2 separate regions of the Bombyx mori genome follow, and region 2 is linked to region 1. A link is a contact called in public Hi-C data. All regions are on one chromosome and are shown on one strand. The core of a region is the stretch at or near the end of the contact, and the rest is flanking DNA. Distances in the headings are between cores, read along the strand shown. Region 1 holds the start of LOC101740482. Region 2 overlaps LOC101740482.

Region 1 (4,742 bases), core at 1,307-3,806:
TGACAAGTACCTAAAATATGTTCTTAATAAATATTAAGATAAATTAAGGGAGAGTTCCTTGTTATAATAATAAACATCCCACATTTAATATACGTAAAACTAGTTTTCTTCTGTATTACGGGTGCGCAGGGAATTGAAACATGTCTAAATCTTTGTTTCCAGCATAATATGCTGGATATAATAAAGGGCTATCAAATAGAAGAGTATTTCTCCAAAAGATAAATAATAGTAGTAAATAAAAATATTAGTTATGAGATGTCAGAAGTTCACGATGATACGTATTACATACATACACTGCTCGTGGTGTTAAAGACAAGAACACGCAGGACCTATAACTTCAGCTCCCAACCCAAGTTAAAGATAAAACATACACACAGTATATCGCAAAGGCATTTTAGCAAACCATTTTAGTTAATCCAAAAACATAATAGTGATGTCAAGAATTAATAGCGTAGTCATTCCTGCATTGGTATGCCATTATGAAGCATTCAGTAATTGTTACATGTAACAAAATTGATACTTTAATCAATTGGTGGCATTTAGACAGTACTGCTTTTAAGCTCTGAAACAGCACCAGGAGAATATTGAGCTTATCCACCTATAACAAAACCCTCAAACTATATCCGTAATCAAATTACATTGAGGCTCAACTTTGTGTCGACACAACACGGACCTATATCGATTACTGGCACCTTACATAATGCCTCTACTATTCGTTTTTGAGAACTTTATTTACACATTAGAACTTTATGATTTACATAAAATGTAATTAAGTTTATGAACGTAATAAAAACTTTAGGTTAGGTTAAGCTAAGCTATGCGCTTTTAATAAGTTTATATTTCAGGCAGTCCCATGTAATTTAATTGAAATCATATTTTCTTCGGAAACTAAAAAAGAAATAAGCAGCGCCTTTGTACATAATTTTCCTATTACTCTGTACTGTCTTCTTTTCTGTGTGTACATAAATAAATAAATAAATTATTAATCAGTGCTAACATGTACCTATTATTAACAATCATGACAGAGTTGATTAGATTTTTTTGGGCATAACGGCTTAGTCTGTGACTTCGAAACCCTGAAGAAAATACAAACTTTTTTTTTTTAATCAGTAATGTAATGCTGTTGGAAAAGTTAGCGGAATCGTCATGAACTTATTAAGATGAAGTTATTTGTTAAGGAAACTTATTAATATATTCCTTTTAATACTGTATAAACTATTATATGTATGTATGTGTGTATATATGTATATATACTTTTTTTTGTATGTATTCGTAACTTAATATAAATTTCATTGCACCTACCACTATTTACTCTGCACTACCTTTGGTTGACTGGTAGAGAATGCCTTAGGCATTAAGTCCGCCAATGTAAATTTTACATGAAGTGTAATAAATAAATAAATCAATAAATAATGTAGGTGATCAATGTACAATATAAATGAAGCCTTTAAATTATAAGGTAACATTATTAATCCACAAAGTTGTACTGAGGTAATACCAACGCTATATTTAAAAGCATTTTCCTGTATCAGTTCGAATAGCACACATCACACACATAATATATTCAATATACAATCAATGTCATTTAAAAGGAAGATCGAAGTTTTATTTTGTATGTATCGGATAAGGTATTGCTCATTTACATTAATAATTTACTGCCAATGTGTAAGTTCTGACGAAAATATCAAAAATAAACAAACTACTTTAATTTCGCTTTAGAAATTACGTAAAAAATCAAATCATAAATCGCCTTCGTATTCCCGCCATTTTTAAGACATTTTATAAGTCTAATTTCAAAATAATAAAAAACATTGTGTCGGAAATTAATATTTAAACGTTACGACAAGCAGACCAAGCAGCAAGGTTGAACACCGACGTGTTTTTGCTTAAAGATGTTTGGCGAATAAAAAGTGAAGGCGCGCTTTATTTAGGACACTCACCTCGTCTCGATCAAATCAAGTAGTTTTTAAGTGAATGAAAAAAATCAAAAACGTTTATTAACACAGCTAATACACACTTAAGCACTGCAATCCATTTATTTTTGGCACTTTTACGGGCACAAGGACACACGCACGCTTCTGAGAAACTTTTTGTTTTGATAATTCTTTGCGAAGCGCGTTCGATAACAAGCGTTGCGCACGGGCAAATCTAAGAATGACATCAGAGTCAGCATGTAGCGGTATGCGGGCTGCAGGGGGTTGGTGTTGCCGTGTTTTATTTTATTTTTAGGAACTCTTTTCTGTCAGATATATGGGGAATGTGAACGTTTTTGTTGATTTTTACGTTAATGAACTGATCCCAGATAATTAACCATAAATTTTGTATAAATTAAATTTAAAAAAATTAAAATAACTGAACATCGTAGGCATGCTGGAAACAGCATTTTAGCCTTAATGCAACCAAACACAAAGTAGCTTCTGCTAATAAATGTAAAATGTTGAAAACTGACCTTCGAAATATAAAATTCACAGAACAACACCATGAAAAACTAGCTTGTTCAAAATAAAATTAACATGCATTACTGAAATATGTTCTGCGTTAGCCACACATACCACATAACTATCGACTATCAAGCGGTCATGCGTCACTCACGAGCGAGACGGCTAGACCTGTGATAACAAAGGACAAAAAGAAACAGAAATAAGTACAAATTTATTCCTAGAACGATGCGAAAGTATAAACTTGTAGCGACGACCAAATAAGTCAAAGATAAACGTACTATTTCCAAGAATTAAAATTTTAAAATGCACTCTAACTTCATACTCTAAGTATCAAAGTTGCCAATACTATGTTATTGGGTATACGAGTTATATATACTATACTCCAGCTGATGATCTTTTATTATCACTTAAAATTAAATGCTACCAAAATTGCACATTTATTATTAAAACTTTGATTGAATTTATCATTACAGTATTCGCAACGTGCAATATTAAATACTCTATAAAGTTAACAGAATTAGATTTCTCTTGCATAGAACAAACACCAAAATAAAAACATTTTTAACAGTTCATTTGGCCTATACTTTTCACATTCACAGATTTGAATGCTCACGTCCTTACGGATCTAACAATCCAATAAATAACCTTTGCTTTAGACGCCTTCAGCTCCAACAATAGGAGCCGGCTTAGGAAGCCCGGTAACCGTACTCTTCGAACTCGCCGGATCTTCTCAATTCTTCTCAGCGGGTCGCGATTCCGATCCGGCAGTAGATTCATTCACAAACCAACTGCTCTTGAGTTGTTAGGTCTCCTTCAGAGGCGCTCGGGTAGCTGTTAGCAAATCCCACCCCCCTTGGCTGAGCCTTTGCTCACTCACCTGTCCTGGTGAAAGGCCTCCGGGCCACTAGTAATCTTTTAACCCTAAAAAAAATTTGAAAGCCAACTAAAATTAATTTTACGATAATTCTAATATTTAATAGTATCATGCCTGTATCATATATTATCATATCGTATCACAATGCATGTTTAAAATATCTAACTCCGACATGCCTGCCTAGGACATACATAAAAATAATGTAGGATGATAAGCCGTATGCAGTATTTTTTTGTTGCTATATCATTATGAATGGATGATCCGCCGGATTTTTAAATATAATTATGAGCAGTCTGTCTTTCCGTACTCTATGGTATTAAAAGTCGACGCGCCCATAGAGCTTCTTATTTTTTTTATACCATAGATGAACAAGGAGTAAAGCTCAATGTTGATTTTAATCAAAACGAATATCAATCCTTTGTTTTAAGCATCCGCAGAAGGTGGTATTCCGTCATTCAGAGCACTATCACTAGTATTTTAAGGGTATGATCGTTTAAGAACACTAGTATAATTTCGTTCTGTGTATTTCGCTGACTTTGACAGATGAACTCCCGAGTTACCTGCTGATAAGTTGCCAAATACCTAGGTCTTTACAACGCAGATGCGTTTCCACTCACATCGATACTTGGGGCTCAAGTATCCATAAAGAGCTGGGCAGGGCTCCGTTTGCAGAATTACCGCATAAACTTGATCAGATAGGGCTAACAGCGACTTTTATATGTGTGACGGATTTCGAGGTCAAAACGAGGTATGCGCTAACCTTGAAATGAAGGTGACGATGTGTTATATGGTGTATCTGTTCCCACGATTTTCGCTACGGTGATTGATTTAAATGACACAAAAATATTGATTCGATTTAGATTGATTTGCGCCTTCTACCGAGAACTCATCGCTTCACCGCAGAAATTGGCCAGATGGTAGGGCGATCTAACAATTCACTATGCCACAGACGAATAGCTAGTATTATAATACTTAAACGATCAATTTCATGAGGCAATTGATATTTCGTCTTCAGTTTTTTTTTTACGAGAAGCATCTACCTGATTAGGTTAGTCTGTGCACTGTGCCATTTATAATATTTGTCTGTGCGTTCACTAGAGATGTGCCTACTTGAGAAAGATGCTAGAAGGACAAAATTGAGAAAACTCCCTTTTATAAATTTGTTTTTCCATCTAACTCTATAACGTGGTAATTACCTTTAAAATATCACTAGGTAGGATTGAAATTTTGCAAAACATAAAAACATGAATTTTTAAAAATACTGTATTTAAAATAGGAGAATAAACAGTAACAATTGGCAATTGTAAGTCTAGTAAAAAAGGCTCAAACTAACAACCATATGAGTCGACTATTATCAAAGCCGGCAATGTGACTTTTGGACAATTATTGGTAAATCAGAAAAACGAATTATTGACTTTGTATTCCAT
Region 2 (4,742 bases), core at 1,282-3,781, 51 kb before region 1:
CAAAAACAAAAAGAAAAAAAAATAAACTTTATTTGATCGTAATTAATTACAAAAATAGTTTTTTCTGCACATTTTATTTTATATACATTGAGAAATTCCGAATTAACACACAACCGCCTTGACAAGAAATTCAGGTAACTTAATTTTTTATTTTTGACGTTCCATTAAAAAAAATGGCGCGAAGTTTGACAGATGTCAAATCAAACTGAGGTATTATCTGTACACCGGATGTTTATGATTTCGGTAGGTCTAATAATGTCTCCCGCTTCTTGGACGAACTATTAAAGAACCCAAAGTACTTCATACCGCTATTATAAATTCATTAAAAACATAGTGATTTCAATATAAATATTGTGAAATGAAGTGATGAAGAAACAGAAATAATGATCTGGCTTAAAGGACTTTGTTTCTAAGCCAGTCAAATTTATTAAAAAAAATGATTTCGGTAGGTACATAGATATTTTTTAATTGAACTCGACTTCTTTAAGCGAGAACCGTCGATAGATCGACTCTGTTTTAATGCGTATAGAGTACGGAGCGTCGGAATACCGACTATTGCGCACTTCGATTATAGGTATTACGTATAGTCCTGTTCGGATGTTCGGACGTTTTTAATAAGTCAATAACACTTACAAATAACCATTTAAAATTGTAATTACTGTGAATTTAGCATTGATTTTTGTAATTTTTGTTAAAGGTAGATTTAAAAAAAACCCTTTATCAATTTCTGGAAAATATGTGAAAATAAGCTCAGTACTAAAAAAGTTAATATTAAATCTCACAGAGATCTCACCGATTGAAGAATTCAAGAGTAACAACTTTACCACTACACATTTCACGACGTGAATTTTCGCACATACAGACCCATTTCACAATTCTATATTTAAAAAAAAAAACTTTTTTGACAGCTTCAAATTGTTTTTAAGAACTAAGATCTCGGACCAAATACTGGTCATAACGTAAAATATTAGTAGATATACACGAATTTAAAAGCTAAAGTTTACTATTCATATATCTACCGTAAGATTTTCGTTTGTAACAACAGATTAGCCACGTATGACGTCATATACGTCGCAACATGATCTCTGAGGACATGAGTGGATGAAGGGGTATGATGCAATTTGTAAATTTTTGAGAAAACCGGCAACAAAGTTTTGTTACTTTTATTTATTTATTTTTATTGCCTAGATGGGTGGACGATTTCACAGCCCACCTGGTGTTAAGTGGTTACTGGAGCCAATAGACATCTACAACGTAAATGCGCCACCCATCTTAAGATATAAATTCTAAGGTCTCAGTATAGTTACAACGGCTGCCCCACCCTTCAAACCGAAACTCATTACTGCTTCACGGCAGAAATAGGCAGGGCGGTGGTACCTACCCGCGCGGACTCAAAAGAGGTCCTACCACCAGTAAAAAGGTGCACTTTGCACTTTATCTTTCGTCACATGCGATTTCTAAAAATAGCCTTTAGAGCCGAAGTTTTAAGGTCTAATATGCTCTAACATACGCTTTCATTCAACGTAAAAACTCAAAAATCTTAAAAACTGTACTTAACCCCTCATCCACTAATGTCTTCAATTATTATTAGATTTTATTGGGCGATTTAAAAAGATATATCATTGATTAATCACAAAAAATATTGATGAATTAAAAAATCCATTATAATGAGCAGTTAGATTGTCTTTATTGACAGTGTCGGGTTGTAGGTCTGCGTTATGTATTGACAATTGTCAATATATTAATATTTACGGGTGCGAATTAATCTTAGAGAGCCTGTATAAATTTACTGGGGAATTTAGGTTTTTTTTTTTGTTTCAATTCACACTTTTCAAATTATATTGCAAATTGAAATACAGTTCTCCAATAGCCAGGTTATATTCGCTGCTTAAGAGACCTCATCGAGAGCTCTTGAGGTCTCAAGAGAAGTCTCAAGCGAATCTCCATGATGGATCACGGTGGTATATATAAGACCTCGCCTTAAAAATATATAAAAATGTTTAATATAAAATACTTACTAAATTATGATATGCTCAAAAATTATTGTAAAAATGACAAAGTGTGAAACAAGGTTAATTTACGTTCATTGCGTTATTCTGACATTGTTAATAACATTAACAGATTTTCTAACAGCGTCAATGTCACATGTTATTGACAGTGATATTGTATTTTTAGAATTTTGATCATCGATTTTCACTTTCATTTCTTATGCTCTGTTATTCAAAGACAATTGTTTAATATAATTACAGATATTTTAACCGATTCAAAGCGGTTTTTGAATGTAAAAAAAAATGCTTACAGTTATTCCTTAACATACAGAAACTTGTGATATTCTATAAGTATCAAAAAATAAAACTTGATTGACTTAAAATATGTTTTCTTTAAAACTTGGAATTGGAACTTTTTCCAATTTTGATGGAATTGACAAAGCTAATTTCGCTTTGTACGCACAAAAGTTGATGCGAATTAACGATTATAATTGACCAGCTACGTCGAGAGATGTCGCTGGTACCGAAACGCATTTCGGTTCCTTTCCTGGCCGATAGATGGCGCTGTTAACAACTTTTTAGTCTCAAATTCCTACAAGGCACAACGAATTTTTTAATTGCGATTTTTCCTCGTGACGTCAGCTTCCTCAACGGCATTTCTTGAAGAAGTCCAGTATCTCGGGTGGATAGTTCTGTCTTGTTGTCGATTTGGCGGCCGAACGTGCATAATCGAAAGGCGAGACGAAGCTGCGAAGGAAAATCACAGTTTACTTCCTCCCGATCCACTAACGGTGCTTCTAGGTACCTCAAGCACCGGACATCGTTCTCGTCGAACCCGTCGCTTGCGGCGAAGGGCTCGATGATTAAATCAACCCACAAACGCAGCCCACTGAGTTTCTCGCCGGATCTTGTCAATGGGTCGCGTTTACGATCCATTGGTAGATTTTGCGAAGCACTGCTCTAGCTAGGGCTAGCAAGGTCGTCAGGTTAGAACCCCGTGAGCTCATTTACTTGTTAGGATTAGGCTGAAATGGTTTCTCAAGGCTATCAGCTAAAGTAGGAAAAAGAAAAAACTTACTGGCGGATCAGACTAGCTCGGCTATAGCTAGCAACACGAAGACATCGACATAATAATAATATATAAACTCCGATTATTTAAAAAAATATTACACGTTTCAAATATTGGTCTTTCAGCCCATAGAAGTGTACTACTGGACATAGGGCTCCACTAAGCCTCGCCGCAACGATAAGTCTTGTGCTACCTGCATCCAGCAAACCAGCAAAGCATGAGCTTATGCCCGGGCTGAAAGACTTGCCCTGAGACCGCCACCCTAAGGGGACGCTAGGAGATTTAACCCCAGGAGATTTATGTCGGAAGGAGTTTCCGTACGCACCTCCTATTGCGCAGATACGCGAGGTTCTTCCACGACTTCCTGTCCACGGTTTTGAATAGTAACAGCACCAGATGGAGGTCGCAGTTGATCGAGTTGACTGCTAGATGTATCGGTGTATCGCCGCCTTTGGAGTCCTGGAAACAAAAGAAAGCCGATATTAACGCAAAGAACCTTCTAGATTTGTTTTTGTATTCGAATCGAAGCGAGGACTTACGCCTTGCTGCAGATCAGCTCCGGAATGTTCTAGGAGCACGTGGGTGACGTGTATGCGGGGAGACTGTTTGCTGTGCAGGGAACAGCTGAGATGGAGAGCAGCTTGACCTGTTCGAGGATATAAGGTGGTTAATTATGGAGCTTGAGGATCTCTTGTTACTCTTGATGTAGGAGTTTCTGTTGAAGTTGGATGTCGTTCTAGGCTCAAATCCATTGGAAAGTGTGGTTTTTTTGAAGACTCTTTTTCTTTATTACCTATGTTAGTAGGTTCAAGGGGTTGGCCTAACTTCTAACACCTATCAAGAGCAATGCTTAGCTGAATCTACCACCGACTCGGAATCGCGACCCACTGAGAAGATCCGGCGAGAAACTCAGTGGGCTGTGTCCGTGGGTTAATTTACTCGCCGAGCATTCGTCGCGAGCGACGGGTTCGATAACGATGACCGATACCAAATCCCGTATTCATAGATGGCGTTACTATACTCACGGGTTTTCGGCCCCCTACTAATAGATGGCGTTACTCACCATCGCAATTAACGTGATTGACGTTGAATAGCGGCGGCTGTTCGCGATATTCGTTTCTCGTTATCTCGCTGAGCACCAGAGCGTAGGCGTCGCCGGCGCGGGCGCAAGCCGTGACCAGAGTGTCGCCTTGTGCGTCCACCTTCCGGAAAACATAAAAATGTGCATATTATTGTTGGATTACTAAGAATTAAACGTATGGAAAGAGCGTAGGACGGATCGTTAAGATGTGAGTGAGAGAAAACGGTGAGAAAGGGAAAAGAGAATGACAGAGAAAAGGAAGATGACAAAATAAAAGTTGTCAGTTGATTTTTTATTATTATAATAAAGAAGATCTTAGTAAGCGATCGTTAGGTCTGTCGTGCTGTATGGATCTGAATGTTGGGAGACGATAGTAAAGCATGAACAAGGAATGAATGCGGCAGAGACGCGAATGTTAAGATGGATTTGTGGAGTGACAATAATGGACAGGATAAGGAATGAATATATCAGAGAAGAAATGTGAAAGTAGCCCCCGGTGATTGATAAAATAAAGGTTAGCGTGGTATGGACATGTGATGCGTAGAGAGAAGATGCCTGTGACTAGGAGATGTATGGAAATGGTAGTGCAAGGTAGAGGGGGAAG

What was found. A called contact is a pair of places that touch in the nucleus more often than the background predicts.
Region 2: a Hi-C map of whole pupa shows a contact between it and region 1, with 3 times the contacts expected there. The contact joins the enhancer-like site here to the promoter of LOC101740482 in region 1. A contact is called at or near these places in 3 of 7 Hi-C or Micro-C datasets (all in whole pupa).

What each region holds. Positions count from the first base shown.
Region 1 is chr11:2,547,749-2,552,490 of ASM3026992v2, reverse strand. It overlaps LOC101740482, which reads right to left and starts at 2,556. Exons shown (of 9, transcript XM_004922186.5): 1 at 1,941-2,556.
Region 2 is chr11:2,598,615-2,603,356 of ASM3026992v2, reverse strand. LOC101740482 reads right to left here. Exons shown (of 9, transcript XM_004922186.5): 6 at 4,121-4,259; 7 at 3,597-3,703; 8 at 3,383-3,516; 9 at 9-2,735. The coding sequence ends at 2,636. Among protein-coding and RNA genes, the nearest start is that of Mir3357, 28 kb to the right of the region's middle. Within about 2 kb of position 2,531, at least 3 of the 8 cell types and tissues checked have open chromatin away from gene starts, as enhancers often do.